Linked DNA regions of Ovis aries: region 2 is linked to region 1. The links are chromatin contacts, called in public Hi-C maps. All regions are on one chromosome and are shown on one strand. The core of a region is the stretch at or near the end of the contact, and the rest is flanking DNA. Distances in the headings are between cores, read along the strand shown. Region 1 overlaps FOXN3 (forkhead box N3). Region 2 holds the start of FOXN3 (forkhead box N3).

What was found. A called contact is a pair of places that touch in the nucleus more often than the background predicts.
Region 2: a Hi-C map of hypothalamus shows a contact between it and region 1, with 2.8 times the contacts expected there. The contact joins the promoter of FOXN3 here to the enhancer-like site in region 1. A contact is called at or near these places in 2 of 16 Hi-C or Micro-C datasets (blood and hypothalamus).

What each region holds. Positions count from the first base shown.
Region 1 is chr7:99,131,172-99,134,571 of ARS-UI_Ramb_v3.0, forward strand. All of the region lies in intron 2 of FOXN3 (forkhead box N3), which reads right to left. Among named protein-coding and RNA genes, the nearest start is that of FOXN3, 170 kb to the right of the region's middle. Within about 2 kb of position 1,715, at least 20 of the 54 cell types and tissues checked have an H3K27ac peak or open chromatin away from gene starts, as enhancers often do.
Region 2 is chr7:99,306,039-99,309,139 of ARS-UI_Ramb_v3.0, forward strand. It overlaps FOXN3 (forkhead box N3), which reads right to left and starts at 1,589. Exons shown (of 7, transcript XM_042252852.1): 1 at 1,210-1,589.

The sequences.
Region 1 (3,400 bases), core at 465-2,964:
TTCACTGCCTTTAATCAAGTTTAAGCAGACACAGCTGTTACACATTTATTTCTCTGTAGAGTTTTTTTCCATTAGTTATTACGAGCAATCATGATGCTCTAAAAATAGCAGCAAATTATATTCTCTCGAAATTGAAGGCTGACCTTAAAATGAAGCCCAGGTCTTCGGAAAGAATATTCAGACGCACATGTTGGGTGAGTGACAGCCCCGCACAAAGGCGAGACAGAAGAGCATCTTCCCCTCTCGGAGAGGTTGGCAACTGGCTTCCAACTTTCCCTAGGCTCCAGTGGAAACGGCTTGTTTTAAAGCCTCACAAGACAGAACCTGCTTCCAGTGGTCATATTTTGGTGGAGATTTTCATGAAAACTCAAGGAATAAAAGGGGAAATGTCTCACTTTGGCTGCTCAGCGAAGATAAACCCAGCAGCAGGCTTGTTGGAAACCCACCACATTGCTGCACACTGCTTCCAGCTTCCTGTTTAATATTAAAGAAAGAATTTCAGCTCTTCTGTTTTTACAAACTCTGCTCTTTGCAGCTACCGTCACCACTCCAAGCATTAGGGCTCTGGAGAAGTAGTCCTGTATTTTTCAAACCTTTTGTGTTTTAAATCTTAGTATCTATTTCCAAGATGCAGTAAGAGTTAAAGAGGTTCAAATCTAATTGTTTTTTTTTTTTTTTCAAAAACAGTCCTCAAATAAGTACTTACATTAGTTCTTGGTCAGATCACTGAACATTATGTATTTTTAAACTGCTTTGAATACTTTGAACAGGAGCCACAGAAAAGCCACAGAAAACGCTCAGAGTCAAATACCGCCAGATGGAGGTTCTGAATAACCAAAAGTGAAAGCAGAAAGGTCGGAGGCTCGGTTGTGCTCTGTGCACACCTCGAGATTACAGGGCGAGGAAAAAATGAATGATTCCCCGGTTGTAGGCAGAGGAAGCTTGCATAACATATGAGAAGCACCCCACGGAAGGCCGACGAGACCCAGGCTTGAACTTCAGCCTGAGCCCCGGCCAAGCTGCGTCTCCATTTAAGGAAAACCTTTCCCGTTGTTTTCAGTTTCTAGCCCGTGAACTAAAGACTGGTCCGGCCATTTCCGCTGTCTGAAAGGGCAAAGCAAGTTTTTCTTTTCACAGTGAGAGGAGTCCTGCCATATTGACAGCAACATGCTTGGCTGCCTACCGACCGCAGTCTGGGGGTCCTTCGTGTGTTTTGTGTGATTTCACCCACGTTCCTGTGTCGAGTAGGAGGCCATTCTTTTGGTCCTCTGTGCACCAGAGTTCCTGCAGAATCGCTGCAGTCGCCGTTGTCTGCATCACACGTGTGAAAGCCCGATTCCATCCAAAGAAATGGCGACGTCTAAACTGGCATCCTGGTGAAGTCTCGGTGTCTCTACAGCTCGCCACTGACTAGATTCCTGTCACCTCTCTGTGGAAGGGCGGGGACAATGTACGGCTTTGAAACCAAGCCACAGGGGGCCCTTCCCTAGTAACAAGTCTGACAGGCTGTGCCTCTGCCCTCATTGGCGGGAGACCCACTGGTCCAGAGGCCCTCCTTGCAGCTCCTTACGCCTCGCTGTCCTGAGGCCCAAGGGACGGGTGGCTTTGCCTGAGGATGTCCAAGGCACCTGAACAGCAAAGGCCACAACAGTGGACACCAAGCGCCCAGTCACTGCGACCCGAAGAGCCACCGGCACGCAGAGCACCAGCTCTCCCACGCGTCCTGCGTGCCAGGCACCAAGCCAGGAGCTTCAGCGGCAGTATGTACTGTGCTCTTCCATGATCCTGCCCAGGGAGGGGCTGTCCTCCTCTTTTACAGGTGAGGACACGGAGCTTCAAGAAGTTAAGTGATGAGAGTTCCCTGGTGGCCTGGTGGTTAGGATTCGGGGTTTTCATTGCCGTGACCGAGTTCAGTTCTGAGTTGGAGAATGGAGATTCTACAAGCTGTGTAGCACAGCCAAAATATGAAATAAATAAAGTAACATAAAATAAAGAAGTTATTTGCTGGTGGTGAATAACTGGTGCTAAGAGCTGGAATGAAAAGTTAAGACCACAAGTCTTTCTGGCCTGCACAGCCCATCGTCTCTGGCACTGACCTTGCCCATTGAGGGTATCCAAGATCTAATTTCCAAGCTCACAGAAGACAGCTTCTTGCTTGCAATCTACCTCTCGAGCTCCTTAGTCAGGGCGCTTTGGGTTTCTGTGATTTGGTTTTTGCGTAGTCTTTTTCAAATAGACCACTAACCACGACACTCTACTTCCACAGGCTTAGCTCCTGACGCCTCCACAGAAATGGACATCGTTCAATAAACGACAAACCTATCTACAAAATACCGAAACTCCCGGGGCACATGCCAGCACCGTGCTCCTGGCTGAATTATAAAGCACGAGGTTTAGGGGAAAAAACACGTGACAGTTGACAACTCCAGAGGCCAGGCCAAATCTGCCCCATCTCCCCCTTGGATGGACCCTCAGAAGGGACAAGCAGTTAGGAAAGCATCTAACCAGCAACGCAGGGAACAATCCACTCTTTCTCTCCAGTCCTCATCGTCAGCTCAGTTCAGTTCACGCGCTCAGTCGTGTCCGACTCTTTGCGACCCCATGAATCGCAGCACATCAGGCCTCCCTGTCCATCACCAACTCGCGGAGTTTACCCAAACCCATGTTTATCAAGCCGGTGATGCCATCCAGCCATCTCATCCTCGGTCGTCCCCTTCTCCTCCTGCCCCCAATTCCTCCCAGCATCAGGGTCTTTTCCAATGAGTCAACTCTTTGCATCAGGTGGCCAAAGTATTGGAGTTTCAGCTTCAGCATCAGTCCTTCCAATGAACACCCAGGACTGGTCTCCTTTAGGATGGACTGGTTGGATCTCCTTGCAGTCCAAGGGACTCTCAAGAGTCTTCTCCAACAGCACAGGTCAAAAGCATCAATTCGTTGGCACTCAGCTTTCTTCACAGTCCAATCCTCACATCCATACATGACCACTGGAAAAACCATAGCCTTGACTAGACAGACCATAGTCGGCAAAGTAATGTCTCTGCTTTTGAATATGCTGTCTAGGTTGGTCATAACTTTCCTTCCACGGAGCAAGCATGTTTTAATTTCATGGCTGCAGTCACCATCTGCAGTGATTTTGGAGCCCCAAAAAATAAAGTCTGACACTGTTTCCACTGTTTCCCCATCTATTTCCCATGAAGTGATGGGACCGGATGCCATGATGTTCGTTTTCTGAATGTTGAGCCTTAAGCCAACCTCTTCACTCTCCTCTTTCACTTTCATCAAGAGGCTTTTGAGTTCCTCTTCACTTTCTGCCATAAGGGTGGTATCATCTGCATATCTGAGGTGATTGATATTTCTCCCAGCAATCTTGATTCCAGCTTGTGAGTCTTCCAGACCAGCA
Region 2 (3,101 bases), core at 339-2,838, 170 kb after region 1:
GTTTCAAAAATATAACGCCTCCCCCAAATTTTTTTAAGGTCAAGAATGATGTGTTTAAGTTTTAAACAGTTCTCCAGCGATTTTCCCCCAACGCGCCCTTCTGCATTTTGCTCTTGGTTATCATGTGCTGTTTTAAATAACAAAGGCCCATATGGCTAAACACGTAGTCATTTGATTTTCAAAAGACCTCAAAAATTGCATCAGAATACGCACTCATGTATCGCCTAAGAAATCAACGAGCAAGAATTAATGGTGGCATATGGTGCTCTTCGTGGAGGAAACTTAGTTACAAATTAAAACGAATGCAAAAATTCACAAATTCACTAAACTGAAAGTAAGTGATGACCCTAGATGTATACACAAATCAGTTTATGTGCGATTAGGGGGAATGTAAGTTCCAGATCCCTCTAACTGCAAAAAGGCTGTTGACAAGAAGAGATTTCCCTTATTTGCTCCCAAAAGGGCCTTCAGCCCCCGCTCAGCACAGGCGTTTCCTGCGGCCCACCTGGAAGGCAACTTTTAAACTTGCAAATGCTCATCTAAGAGGACAATTCTATTAGCTCGCAATTCAAAATAAAAGTGCTTTAGTTTGAAAAGCCTGTTTAAAAGGCTTCAAGACTGGGAGCTTTCTTTCCGTCTTTGACATCACAGAGTTTGAAGGTCACAGTTCTGCAAAACTGCTAATAACAATGGTACCGTGGTTTGACACCAAAAGGAAAAGCAAATATGTGTTTTCTGAGTTTCTATTTTAGGAGCTCAAAAAGTCCCTTCGAAAATTACTCTTGCCCTCCTCCTTCCCAATTGTAGCTAAATAAATGTAATGGAAGATTTTTAGCATTAATTAAACATCAAAGGCACCTTTTCTGCTGCCTGATGTCCACTCAAAGAAACAGTTGTACTAGGTTACACTTGACCATCTTCAAAGTCCTCCCGCAGATATCTCACGTAATCTTTACTCCACTTCTGTGATAAGACAGACACTATAATCCCTGGTTTTCAAACAAGGAAGTGGAGGTCCTAAAGAATACAGTGACTCGTCTGAAATCACACAGCTGGTCCTTAGAGCAGCGGAGACCCTCAAGTAAGATTCCAGCATTCCCAACTGATTCCTGCTTTTTCAAGTGCCCACCTGGCCTCCCAACTATTTCTCTACAAACACTATGGAAAATGAGAGGTCCAAAACACAGGTTCCTGTAGCCAGTTTCTTACCTGTTGTAGAGCAGCGACCTAGCAGAATGGAAAGAAGCTAGCTGCACAGGTTTTCATCTCTGCTAAAGGAGAAAGCTGACTGGTCAGACTTCTGTCCTGTGGTGGACCAGGGCACCCTGGCAGACTGAAAGCTCGGAGCTCTGGGGCTAAGCAATGCCCCTGTCACCCGCAGGCCTTTTCACACTCATCAGAGGCTGACTCCACGTGACACGTGGAGGAGGGAGGTTTCCTCCGTCCCAGCACTGAAAGTTCACAGGACCTCTGGAGCCTCAGAAGTTTCTGATTCCAGGCGGCCTGCTGGAGCGAGTCTGGCCACCCTGTCCGGACCCGGTGACAAGCGGAACGTGACTTCTCAGCCCTCCGGCACCCCTGGGAAAGTCACCAGTCAGTTCTCTTTGTGGCACTCCACTTCCTCCTTCCCTCCGCCGAAAGGAAATGTAACTGCTCTGATGATGGGTCCCAAACCACCTAACTACCAGCCAGGTGAGGGCAGGGTGACACTTAACGGAAAACACAGAAATACCTGACTCTGAAAAAACGGCTCTTTCCTGTTCTTATGCAGCTCACAAGAAAGCGGCTAGGCGTGGAAGACACGGACTTTGAAGGAGTAATGCAAAACTTACTTGGTGAACTCATTTGATTCCTTTGTTGACAGCTGGTCTAGGGACTTCCCCAGCAGTTAAGTGGTTAAGATTTTTGCCTTCCAGTGCAGGGCGTGTGGGTTCCCCTGGTTGGGGAACTAAGATCCCATATACCTCGCAGCCAAAAACCCTGAGTATAAACAACATAAGCAGTACTGTTACAAATTCAATAAAGACATAAACAAAATTTTTTTAATTAAAAAAAAATGATCTCTTTACAGTCACACCATCCACTGTGGCCTTCAAATGTCACAAACGCTAGGCAGCAAGACATCTTGGCACCAACAGGAGGAGGTCAGAAACTGGAAAGAAAAGCTAGAGGCGAGCAGTCCCTCAAAGCCAGAGCTCACCCGAAGATGGGCTGGTCAGGAGAAACCACCCTTTACTCATTTATTCTGTAAACCTCACACATTGAAAACCTGTCAGCAAGGCACTGTTCTAGGCTCTGCGTATACAGAATAAAGAATGCATCATACAGAGCCCTCAGACAGGCAGACAGTTGCAGGGCGGTGGTGTAAGCGCTGCAGGAAAACCGTGTTACAGGCGGTCTCGGACAGCCTGGGACTGCGGCAGCGTGGAGCCAGGGCTCAGGCTCCCAGCCGGAGACTGGGCTGGGTGGAGGTGGCGGAAGCACCAGATCCCAGCCACTAGACTTGTGATCAGTGACAAGAGCCCTGGGCCTTTGGCTTTGCCAAAAAGAATTCCCACAAAGACAGGAAGTGGTGAAACAAGTAAAGTATTTATTAAGAGGAAAAGAGGACGGCGCGTGTGGCTAGGCGCCTGGGCACACGCAGGGCTCCCGAGCCGTGCCCTCGGACAGTCCGAGTCACTTTCAAAGGTTTTTCTTCTGCGTTTCCTTTCGCCAATCCTTTTGATTTGCCCGGTTCTCGGCCTGTATCTGGTATATCTCAGAACCCCCCGGGGCTCCCCTGGGGGCTCAGACCGTAAAGAATCCACCTGCAATGCGGGAGGCCTGGGTTGGGAAGATCCCCTGGAGAAGGAAATGGCAACCCACTCCAGGATTCTTGCCTAAAAAGTCCCATGGACGGAGGAGCCTGGTGGGCTACAGTCCCTGGAGTCAAACTCGCCTGAAGCAACTTAGCTCACACTCACAGGATTCTCCCATGTGTGCACACACATCTCTTAGCTGAGAAGGATCTAACCAAACAGGCCTCTGGGTAGAACATCCCTTGACAGAAGTCTCCTTCGGCCTCCAAAGAGCCTTTCTGCGCATGTGTGGTCAGGGCGGTC